2 separate regions of the Mus musculus genome follow, and region 2 is linked to region 1. A link is a contact called in public HiChIP or PLAC-seq data. All regions are on one chromosome and are shown on one strand. The core of a region is the stretch at or near the end of the contact, and the rest is flanking DNA. Distances in the headings are between cores, read along the strand shown.

Region 1 (5,300 bases), core at 1,572-4,071:
CAGGAAAACGCAGTGTGTTGAGTTGCCCCTTCCTGAGATGAACGCTTGTTTAGAACTTCTGGAGTCTAAAAGTTTAGCCTTCACAGCTAATGATATTTATAGTTCCTATATTTATAAATATCTGGAATAGGTTTCCTTACATTTTCCTCTTCAGTTTCTACCTAAGGGAAGGGCATTATCAAATTGAATAGAATCCTACTCATTGCCTAAGAACATAGACTTCAATAGTGTTCTAAGAAAAACTCCAAGAGGGTAAAATGATGAGTGTTTGGTATGAATGATTACTTAGGCAGAGACTACTGACATAAAATTAACATTATTGAACTATTGAAATGACTATCGTCAGTGATAAAATCATAATGGCCATCATTGAAAAGGACTCCACTCCAAATGTATCACACCGACCAGGAGTTACTGTCATGTCCAACTCCTCAGCTACCCAATGAGTAGAGCCTGTTTGCTTAGTCCTTTCTGCCTTCCCTAATGAGTTAGTGACAGACTATCACTCCAACTCTAGAGTTATCAAGGAATCCAATGGCATCTTCTATGGTGAGATCTAATGACAGTGATGGCTACCAATAAATTACCAATTTAATGGACACTATTGAAATATTTCAAAGAACAATTTAAGTGTATTTTTGTTTGGAGAAATATTAATTTGCTAAAAAAAAAAAGTAGATCAAAGGCAGCCTCTTCTGCATGATCCTTGGCAATTCACCACTGTGACAACAATTCTGAGAGGGAGTAGTGCAAACATGCCCCTGGCCCAAAGGCTTACGATCCTATAGCTCATACGTCTCCTGTTGATGTTCCCATGATTCGGATCAAATAGATGGTTGTTAGAAGCCCAGGCACCAAGAGACACAATAGTGATTTTACTCAGACATACACAAAGGCTGAAGTGACATTCCACGGCTCATGCCATGAATAAATCCCACCCAAGATCTGCCTCATCCTCACACAGGTTCTCATACGGTCTGTTTCTGTTACTACTTACATTTGGATCGGATTCATGAACGTGATGATGTCTGGGGCCGTGAGACACAAGTGCACATCTATTGCCAGCATTTAAAAATGATTTGAATGTGGATTTAGAATGGTGTAGTTGCACATTAGTAACTTCTGATAACTAGCAGAAGCTTGGAGCCACTAGCTTGTGGCTTCTTTCTTAATAAGTCTCCTTATGTGGTCAAAACAGCTCATAAGGCCTCAGAGAGTGAAGGCAGGAGGAGATGGTTTACCTGGACTCCATCAAAATGTGGAATGATCAAACAAAACAATGCGGGGCTCAGGTGCCTCTGCAGTACCCAATCCAGGGGAACACTTGCTCGCTTCACAAAATCCCCCCATTAAATGCTGGGCCTTACATTGGCGAGTCTAACTGTTCACTAAACTAAAGGCCCCGCTCACATTTTCCCTTCGAGTACATCATTCTCAGAGCTGATTGCCTACTGTTAAGGCAAGAGAATCCAATAACACAAAATTATTTTAATAATTTCTAAAGGAAGTTTAAGTGATACGCACTCGATCAGGGTCGATGAAAATGGCCCCGGTGTCGAAGGGCAACAGGTTGCTAATAAATACAATAGTTTAGGAAAGTGCCGTTGCCGTCACGGAAAAACTATATTCTGGGGGAAATAATACCACTGTAATTCATTTTTGAAAGCTATTGAGACTTCTTGGATGAAGAATGTAGTTATTAAAGGCAAAAGTACACAATATGTTGTAATGAAATGTTTGTGCTTCACACTTCATTAAATGCTTTGTGGGCCTCTGGGGAAATTCCATCTCACACGCCCAGAAGCAGTGTTTGTACACGGTGTGTCAGTAGAGGGAGTGTGTGGGGCAGTGTTCCAAAGATGAAGTTGCTACAACTTCAACATAGTCCATATTTAAAACACTAAAACAAGCCACGCAGACATGTGCCTAACACAGGCAGATGTCTGCCTTAGGCACTCCACTTCACCCTGGCTTCTATGTTACTGAAATTCATTTTCCCTCTTGACCTAATTTTAAAAATTATAAATCATGGATTCTGCTTGAAGTACAAGGTGATTGAGAAAAGTGGATACTTTAAGCCAGTGAGCTCATCCGAAAATGTTCTCATTCTAACTCTTCCCAACACAGTCAGCTAACAGCATATCTAGGCCTTAGAATTTAGAATTTGGAAGGTTAATGGTTTAGAAGGTACCCACCATCCAATTTACTGTAATTTGAAACTAACAAATATGATTATTAAAGAGAGAAGGCTGGGCTGATTCCATGACAGGCTTCAAATCGGCAGTTAAGGAGACTAGGCCTAAATCTCTGTCTACAAGAACTTGGCAAGTCCAGGCAAATCCAGGCCTCAGAAGCTGCCTGCCACCTGGCCTGAGGCAAGGACAATGGGTCAGCAGCAGTTTCCAGACTTCCTCAGTTACTTCCTCAGCAACAGTTTCCACACCTCCTCAGCAGGTTCCCAGCCCCCACACCCCGGTAATGGAATGTCAGTAGAGGCGGACCCGACAGATTAACATAGAGGTCACCCTCCCGGAACATCCCTAATGTGCTTTAAGTCAGGCCTGCAAGCTCACTTGGGTGTCTCTCTATCTTGGTAGTGGGAGAGCACAGCATGCTGGACTTGTGCAGAGTAAAACACTGTGTTTCATACTATTTGAGCTCAGAGTACCATTCTTCAGTGAATCATGGGCCCTTACAAAAGTACCAAAGAAAATAGAGATATCTGATTCTTAGGAGATGGAAACGCCCACTCAGGAGGAGGGACTTTGAGGAGCTCATTAGTACACATTACTGCATAAGCAATGGGAAGGAACCGCAGCTGCTGGCACCCTCCCCTAGCAACACTCTGCTTTGTCCCCTGTATCTTTCTTTCTTCCCCTGGGCTGGAGAGTAGCTTCCCCATTTGTCTGATGTAAACACGCATATCAATGCAGGGCTTCTAAGGCAAACAAGCAAGGAAATGTAGAAGGGAATCCTAGTCAGAAACAACATCAATAGAAAACTAACGAGTATGGGCCCTGGCTCAGAGCCCTCCAGGTAACGTGTTAATGTCAGGATCTTTTGTAAAACACTATGGGAGATTTCTAATAAAGCATTCCTTTGCCTCAAGAATATTTTTTCTCTCCTCGGGAAGTGTCTTAAGCTTAATGGTTTTCTCTAGGGCTAGAATTTCATTTGGCAGCTTTACTGAGAATTTACTCAACAGGAAAAGTGTGACTTACTCTGAGATTCTCATTGAAAGCCACACCCCTTCAGGGGCTCATCTGGCTAAAGCTTAAGAAATCAAAACACAAACAAACATACAAACAAAAAAAAATCCTCCAGGCTCCTATATAGAATATGATGCTGGTTATATGAAACCCATAAGTTGAGCTTGGATGAACATAGTACTTCAGCATCCCTTTTGGTAATACACTGCTTCCTTAATTGGGTACCCAAAGATGTTCAAAACTACAGCTCTACACAGGACAGAGGATGCGCCAGGTTTCCGAGAGCCTTTCTGCTGCCATAGCGATCTTCCTCGCTCCTTATTTTCCTTCAGACTTCCCTGCTTAAAATTATCAAACCAAGGTGATATCTCCATACTCCTATTATCTACTGCACGTAGTGTAATAGTTACTATGACAAGTTTTTGAGAAGCAAACATTCAATTTTCCCATGCCTTCCGTTATTATTTGGCTCAGGAGCAACGCAAAGGAACCCCGCCGGGCAGCGATCCTGGCTGTGCAACTCGAGAATGCTTTGTTCTGGATTGGACACTGACTCTAGGTCTCACAGCTTTGCCAACTCTGTTGAATTCCGAGTTTTCTCACTTGAAAATGAGGAAAGGAATAAAACAACTTTGCAGGGTTGCTTTAAAACGAGATGAGAGTCTGCCCATGTAAAGCGTGTGTAGCGGGGCTGTCCTATTCACGCACGATCTCATTTTTATCACGCTGCATGCTTTACAGCTCAGCTCTTTCACTCTTCTCTGAGCACCTCCGTTAAGGCTCCGGAAAGTTTTTCACATGCTAACTGCACCCTGGTCTACCTGTGCACTGCTCACCACCACAGCCGGTAGATCAAGGGCAGAGACATTCTGCTGCTTGCCTGAATTCCCTAGTCCACCACAGGGTCTTCCCCAAGCAGATGCTCATAAACAAAATGAAAATAAACTTCAATTAGGTGGATATGTGTTATGTAATCTTTACATAATAAGAACACAAGAACTTTCTTTATGGTTATTCAGGGAAAAAAAGAGTAGTTGTTTGTTTGTTTTGTTTTTGTTTTTCCTGTTAGAAAATCTGGTTTTGCTGTGGAAACCACTGCTGGGTATGAATTCTGATCTGCCACCTTCTGTGTTCTTCCAAATGCCATCTTGTATATGGAAGTCCTCTGGGAATACACCCAGAAGATGCCACTCTGTCACCACTAGCAGCTCTACAACCCTTCATCGTTAGTGTCACTGATGTCCCAATTCTTTGACTTCTCACCACAAGCCACTTCTAGAACGTGAAATTAAATTTCCTCACCCTGACCACAAGGGGCAGGCTGCCTTCTCATGGTGGCACTGAGATCCTTTTTAAGCTTTTCTCTTCTCTCTCTGCAGCTGTCTATCCCCTGGCCGCAGTCCCCGCATACTATGGTCTTTACTCGACTGTCACACTGCAGAGCCCCCAAGATGAAAGCTGTAAGCAGCTTTCCAGCTTTTGAGCAGCTATCCTTGTCAAAGTTACTAGCATGATACACTAGAAAATATAAAGACCTTTAACCCATCACTATTATCAAGCCTCATTCTAGAAGACACTTTGTCCCTTAGAAATCTTGGCAATCAGTCGATAACTGTGTGTCAAGGAGTGCGTCAAGCCCTTTAATATGCATGGGGATATTGTGGTGGCAATATTCAGTGGCTACATAAAGGAACAAAAACTGTGACTGTCTCTGATGAGGCCCTCAACACTTCAGTGGGCCCACCTCTTCCTAGCTTTCTCCCTCAGTGACCTGCCTCATCTCCACTATGGAATCCAGAAGACGATACCTGAAGTGACAAGATTCTAATATCAACTTTCTTAGAATTAGAGATAAGTCACAAACCACATAAGTTGTAGTAAATCAAATATGCTTTTAACCGTAACAATACCCTTTGGGTCACTTGTGAATCATTTCTGTACTTTCTATAACTTCTATAACTTATAACTAGAATTTCTACTCCCACTTCCTGAAGGACCACATACTCTCTACTACACAAATTCAGAGTGAGCTCACTAACAGGTAAGTTGACCTGGTGGGTAAGGCTAGCACCAGTCATTCCTATGCCCTTC
Region 2 (5,736 bases), core at 371-2,870, 530 kb before region 1:
GTCAGTGTCTAAATCCCAGGAGGACGGAAGAGACCATGAGAGACCAAGCAAGACAGCTAACTTCCTGTTTCTTAAAAGGCATCTGAGCAAAATTTGATATCCACTGGGAAGGAAGCGACTTAACTAGCTATGGACAGAAGTGTAGCGAAAGGTACAACTGACTGAATAAAATTCACTTGGACCCAGCGATTCTTAGCTCTCATCCCTCTGAGCCAACCTACAGCTCTCTCAGGGAGGAAACCAAAATGGACAACTATGGGAAAAACCTAAGGGGAAAATGCCCTTTTCTTTGAGTATATGTGAGTCTTCCACAAAGGCATGCACGCTGCCAGAGTTAGCTATGCATTTAGTAATTGAGGGACACTGTGCCAGTAGACTTGTGACATACACTTACAAGATGATGATTATAGAAATTCTGATTAAACTGAGAACTTTGTCTCATAAAAGCTACTTACCATCAATGTATAAAACATTATCTTTAGGTAATGTATTTTGCTTTTTTTTTTTCAAACTGCCAACATTTATTTTTTAGTTTAGAAAATCATCCCACTCAGCAGTGTACTTAGCTTCAGCCGCACAGCTCCGAGCACCTGCTTCACACGGGGCACTAACGTGGCCGGTGCAGAAGAGCTGCAGAGAGCGTCGCCATCACAGTGCAGAATGTAGCTGGCATGCTTTGCAGCAAAGCCATCTGATCCCTATATGCAATTGTATCAGTACACACAAATATATAAGCCAGTACCTCTATATGTTACCATTCCCCCTCCCCTTTGGCTTTTCTGAGACAGGCTTTCTCTGTGTAGCCCTGGCTGTCCTGGAACTCACTCTGTAGACCAGGCTGGCCAGACTCAGAAATCCACCTGCCTCTGCCTCCCAAGTGCTGGGATTAAAAGTGTGTGCCACCACTGCCCAGCTACCATTATGATTATTATATTGTGCAGTTTTCCTATACTTTCCCTTTTAAACTTTATTAACACTTTAATGAAAGAATAAAATATTTACTTACAGAAGCATAAAAGTAGAAATTGTTATTCTAATTTCTATAATTTCAGAGAGTAGCTATGGCACACAGGCATAGTAGACTTACTAAATTTAAACAGTTTCAAAATCTCCTGAGTAAGGGAATCCTGCCCACCATTTCAGCAAAATCTCCAATCTGTCTGTCAGCTGCTTATCTGTAAAGAGAATTCTACCCCACAGACAGAACCCGGTTCTTCTGTAGGAACTGAACTTCATACATCCTGGTGGTCCAAAAGTAGCTCCGGGACTTAGCAAGGGGCCTGTGGGGATTGTACTCCTTCATTAGCTTCTTAGTAAATCTGCCTCTGGCTGTCACCCTGTAAAAGTTTCATTCCTGGAATGACGTCAACAGAGCAACAAACATCTCAAAAGTTAGGGCGGAAACACACTGCCTTAAGTTAATTATGAGAGCTATATGGTCATCTGTGTAATTGAACCACCAAGGCACCCCCCAGAAACCTACTCTACAGGACCAGACGGTTTGCAGTGTCAGGAGGAGGCTCAAGGTTAATCGCTCATTTCCGCCCTCAATCCGTCTCAATTACTGTTAAAGGATGCTGCAATTAGTCACCCCCTCCCTCTCCGGGGGAAAGGCAGAGATTACAGATAACTCATCCCAAACAGACTGCTCGCTTTGAGCCTCACTGGAGACCAGCAAGGTTTGCTATCACACACTCTGCAATCCGTCAGTGCCACTCTCTGGTCAGACAAAGAGGAGCCATCCATCTTTAGGGAAGCAAGGGCTTCTTTTCCCTTCCCCTAAAGGAGCAAATTCTTCTCCCAAGCACTTGCCCCAAGACAGCCTTAGGCAGTTGTTCTTAAAAACCACCCTTGGATGGCCCACTCTGGAGGCCAGCCCCTAAGCTGCGCCTGTGTTCTCAGTCACCCGGGGGACTTTCCATGCTCTTTACTCCCCACTGGTTAATAGAGCGCTGAGCTTCAGTGCTAACCTCTGCAAAAGCAAGCTCTTCAGTATCTCTTTAAGAAGCACTTGGGGGTCAACGGCTTATAGACCTTACCCTCAAATATGATTTCTAAATTCAGAAGAAAAAATAAAATGTTTCCCATATTTAGGGAAGGCATAAGCTCTTTCTAAATATGTGGGATACTAATGAATTCTAATCCAGCAAGGGCTTGGTTATGCTTTACCTCTACAAAAGCAGGTTGTGGGTGGGTGGGAGAATACCCTCATAGAAGCAGGGGGTGGGGGATGGGATTCGGGGCCTGAGGCGGGGGGAGGGAGGGGGGAGACTGGGAAACGGGATAACATTTGAAATATAAATAAAGAAAATATCCAATAAAAATAAGAATAGAGTCATATTAAAAAAGTTAGATAAAAACACAGATGACATGAATTATACAGAGAACAGTAGGGAGAGAAATGAAAGAAAACAATTGTAAAGACCTTTAGTGTTTGAGACACAATAAAAATGCTAATCTTAAAAAAAAAAAAAAAGAAAAGAAAAGAAAAGAAAACAAATCCTAAAAGCCAAACCAAACCAAAAGCAGAAGTGTATGAGTTCCATTACCTGTGATGGCGCACGAGTGTGCTGTGCACTTCCTGTTATGAAGCATGAATGTGCTGTGCACTTCCTGTTATGGAGCACGAATGTGCTGTGAACTTCCTGTTATGGAGCATGAGTGTGCTGTGCACTTCCAGCAGCATGCGGCCCTTAGGTGCACGTAATTACCTTCCTGGGTAAGCTTTTAGAAGCTGATGACTCTCCTGGGGAGAGGCTCAGTTTGCTCCAGGCCTGGGTGTGGTGATCAATTTCTAACTGGTCCCATCCCTATCAGTGCCATTCCTGAATCTGCAGGACATGAACACCATGGGGCAGTTACTGGTTCAGGGACAGCTTCACTCAATAGCTTACAGATTTCCAGGGACTGCACAGGGCAGATGATAGGGGACCTGGGGCCATTTCCCTGTCTGTACCCTCAGTGACTATAGGGAGCCGGCATGCATTTTAATACTCAGTAAATTTACAGAAATCACAGAATGCACATCATCAAATAGTGATCATGTGTCTTAAAAACTAGGTGTGGTGGCTCACGCCTTTAATCCCAGCACTTAGAAGGCAGAGGCAGACAGATTTCTGAGTTCGAGGCCAGCCTGGTCTACAAAGAGAGTTCCAGGACAGTCAGGGCTATACAGAGAAACCCTGGCTTGAAAATGAAAAAAACAAAAAACAAAAGACTGACTTCAAATGGTACTGCTCAAGGCATAGTGAAGGACCAGAAGAATTGTAGATATTAACATGGTATACTAAAAAAAAGCCTTGCAGCTATTTTATAAGGAGCCAGGATAGATGCTATTGTCCTGAGAAGTCCTTAGTATAGACATATTCTTAATATATAACAATGGCTAAATTCCAGAACTCAGGAGAGTGAAAATATTCCAAAAGCATTTAAATCAAATCATTTTTAAATTTCACATAAAAATCAATCATTATATATTGTGTTTTCTCATCAGAAGGTATGCAGCTTTGAACAATGTAAAATTCCAAAACTCAATCTAGACTCACAAAAGCTTCTCTATCATGGGCCCCAAATATCTCCATACATCAAGATCTACTTAGATTCATCCTGGTGGGCTGGAGCTTTTGCTAGGGATGAAACCTGCTTTCCTTGGTACCTTCCCAAGTCCTTACAGTATCTTCTCCATGATGACCTTCAGAGCTGCACCTGTCACAGCTTGCAAGCACTGCTGTCGGCGCAGTGATCACTCTGTTTTGCTTTCCATCATCAATTCAGAAGACTTAGGAAAGTAAATAGATATGAGCAAGTAATTCAAGGTGATTCTCGGAGACTGGACGGTTTCTTAGTAACAGTAAACAGGCCATGTCATAAGTCTTGATCCACATAGTCCTCTGCAAATTCTCCAAATTTATGTCATTCTCTCAATCACCATAGGTTACTCTCCTGTTCTAAATCTGGGCAACGTGAAGCTTAGAAGGAATCAACAACGAGCTACGATGGCCACTGAGATATGACTTCACACTGGTGTCACATGCTTTATAATAATAACAGCAATGAAGGCAGCTAAGAGGTTATGACACTCAAGGAATACTCGCTGAATGGAATCCGTGTTCTAAGCAGCACCTATTCCCTTGATTATATAACATCAGATGGGTGTGGTAGCAATGCCGAAGGCTGAGTTAGGAACCCAGCTGGGCGACCAAATGAGATCCCATTCAAAAAGGAAGGAAGTCCTTCTGTCACTGGGGTGAGCTCTGAGGTTTTTATAGCTTAGCCTCACCTTACTTCCTGCCTCTCCTGCCCACTTCCTGTGAATGAATAAACATGTGGCCTGTCAGCTTCCTGCTCCAGATAGCACATTTCCTTGACTGTTGCTGTGCCTTGCATATCATTTGGACTTTATCCCTCTAGACACCTTTGGTCATAAGCCAAACCAAAACCTGTCTTTCCTATGCTGCTTTTCTTGGGGTATTTTCTCACAGCAACAGAGAGGTAACTATGATATCTTATTCTGGATTGTTTCATATCAACTCAACATGGGAGGGAAGTCATCTGGGAAGTGGGAACCTCAACTGAGAAAACGTCTGCATCAGATGAGCCCGTGGGTAAGCAAGTGCTGCATTTTCTTGATTGATGGTGGATGTGGAAAGACCATGCTCACCGTGAGTGGTGCCAACCCCCTGGCCTGCTTGTTCTTGGGTCAGAAAGCAGGTTGAGCTTGCCACAGGGAGTAAGCCAGTAAGCAGTTTCCCTCTATAACTTCTGTTTCTGTGCCTGGACTGAGTTCCTTCTCTTCTGACTTTCCCAGATGATGGACTACAAGTTGTAAGATGAAATAAACCCTTTTCCAGCAAAGTTGATTTTGGCCATGGTATTTTGTCACAGTAACAGAGATCCTAAGATATTTGTAGTAGCCTACTTCTATATAAGTATCAAACAGAAGAAGAGATAACAGTACAAGCTTTCAGGTGTTTGACTCTGCAGCTGGCCAACAAGGAACGGAATGAACTTTGATATGATACATAACCCTAAACATACACACATATGTACATACAGAATCTATTATTGGCATACATGAGATTTAAAGACACAAAACGATTCACAGTTAGAGGTTAAGCAGGCATATTTTCATTTTTTGTTTGTTTATTTTTTGAGACAGGGGTTGTCTGTATAGTCCTGGCTATCCTAGAACTCACTCTGAAGACCAGGCTGGCCTCGAACTCAGAGATCTGCCTGCCTCTGACTCCTGAGTGCTGGGATGAAAAACACGGGGATGTCAGTTTGAACTCAGAGCCTAAGAAAAGTTGAAAGAAGAGAAATGACTCCACGCCCACACAGATATGTCACAAACACCACACAAAAGTTAATAATAATGATAATAGTTATAAAGGTGAAAAATATAAAAGCAAAAAAGGTTTTAGTTTAAACGAATGCAACTTGAAAAGGAAGGATTATTCTATTAAAGTGAATAAATAGAAACAAGAAAGGACACATATTGATTGGCACATCATCCCGCTAGAAGTCAGGGCACATGACTCCAACAGTAGCACTTGGGAGGCAGAGGTAAGAGAATATTGAATTCACAACCAGTCTGGATTAATGTGTTCAAGACCAGCCAGGCCTCCCAGGAAGTGTCAGACCAGACTGGGCTGCATGGCAAAACAACAGCAGCAGCAACAACAGCAACAACAACAACAACAACAACAACAACAACAACAACAACATAGCTCATCCTGC

Evidence for each region. HiChIP or PLAC-seq counts read pairs in DNA pulled down with a chosen protein or histone mark.
Region 2: an H3K27ac HiChIP or PLAC-seq map of embryonic stem cells shows a contact between it and region 1, with 3 times the contacts expected there. The contact joins two enhancer-like sites. A contact is called at or near these places in 3 of 115 datasets of contacts at active chromatin or transcription factors (all in embryonic stem cells) and 1 of 9 other capture datasets (embryonic stem cells).

What each region holds. Positions count from the first base shown.
Region 1 is chr8:78,095,807-78,101,106 of GRCm38.p6, reverse strand. No RefSeq gene overlaps it. Among named protein-coding and RNA genes, the nearest start is that of Gm6360, 26 kb to the right of the region's middle. Within about 2 kb of position 2,821, at least 34 of the 459 cell types and tissues checked have an H3K27ac peak or open chromatin away from gene starts, as enhancers often do. A contact at or near this core is called in embryonic stem cells, where this site is marked.
Region 2 is chr8:78,621,100-78,626,835 of GRCm38.p6, reverse strand. All of the region lies in intron 5 of Slc10a7 (solute carrier family 10 (sodium/bile acid cotransporter family), member 7), which reads right to left. Among named protein-coding and RNA genes, the nearest start is that of Gm39203, 51 kb to the left of the region's middle. Within about 2 kb of position 1,620, at least 92 of the 459 cell types and tissues checked have an H3K27ac peak or open chromatin away from gene starts, as enhancers often do. A contact at or near this core is called in embryonic stem cells, where this site is marked.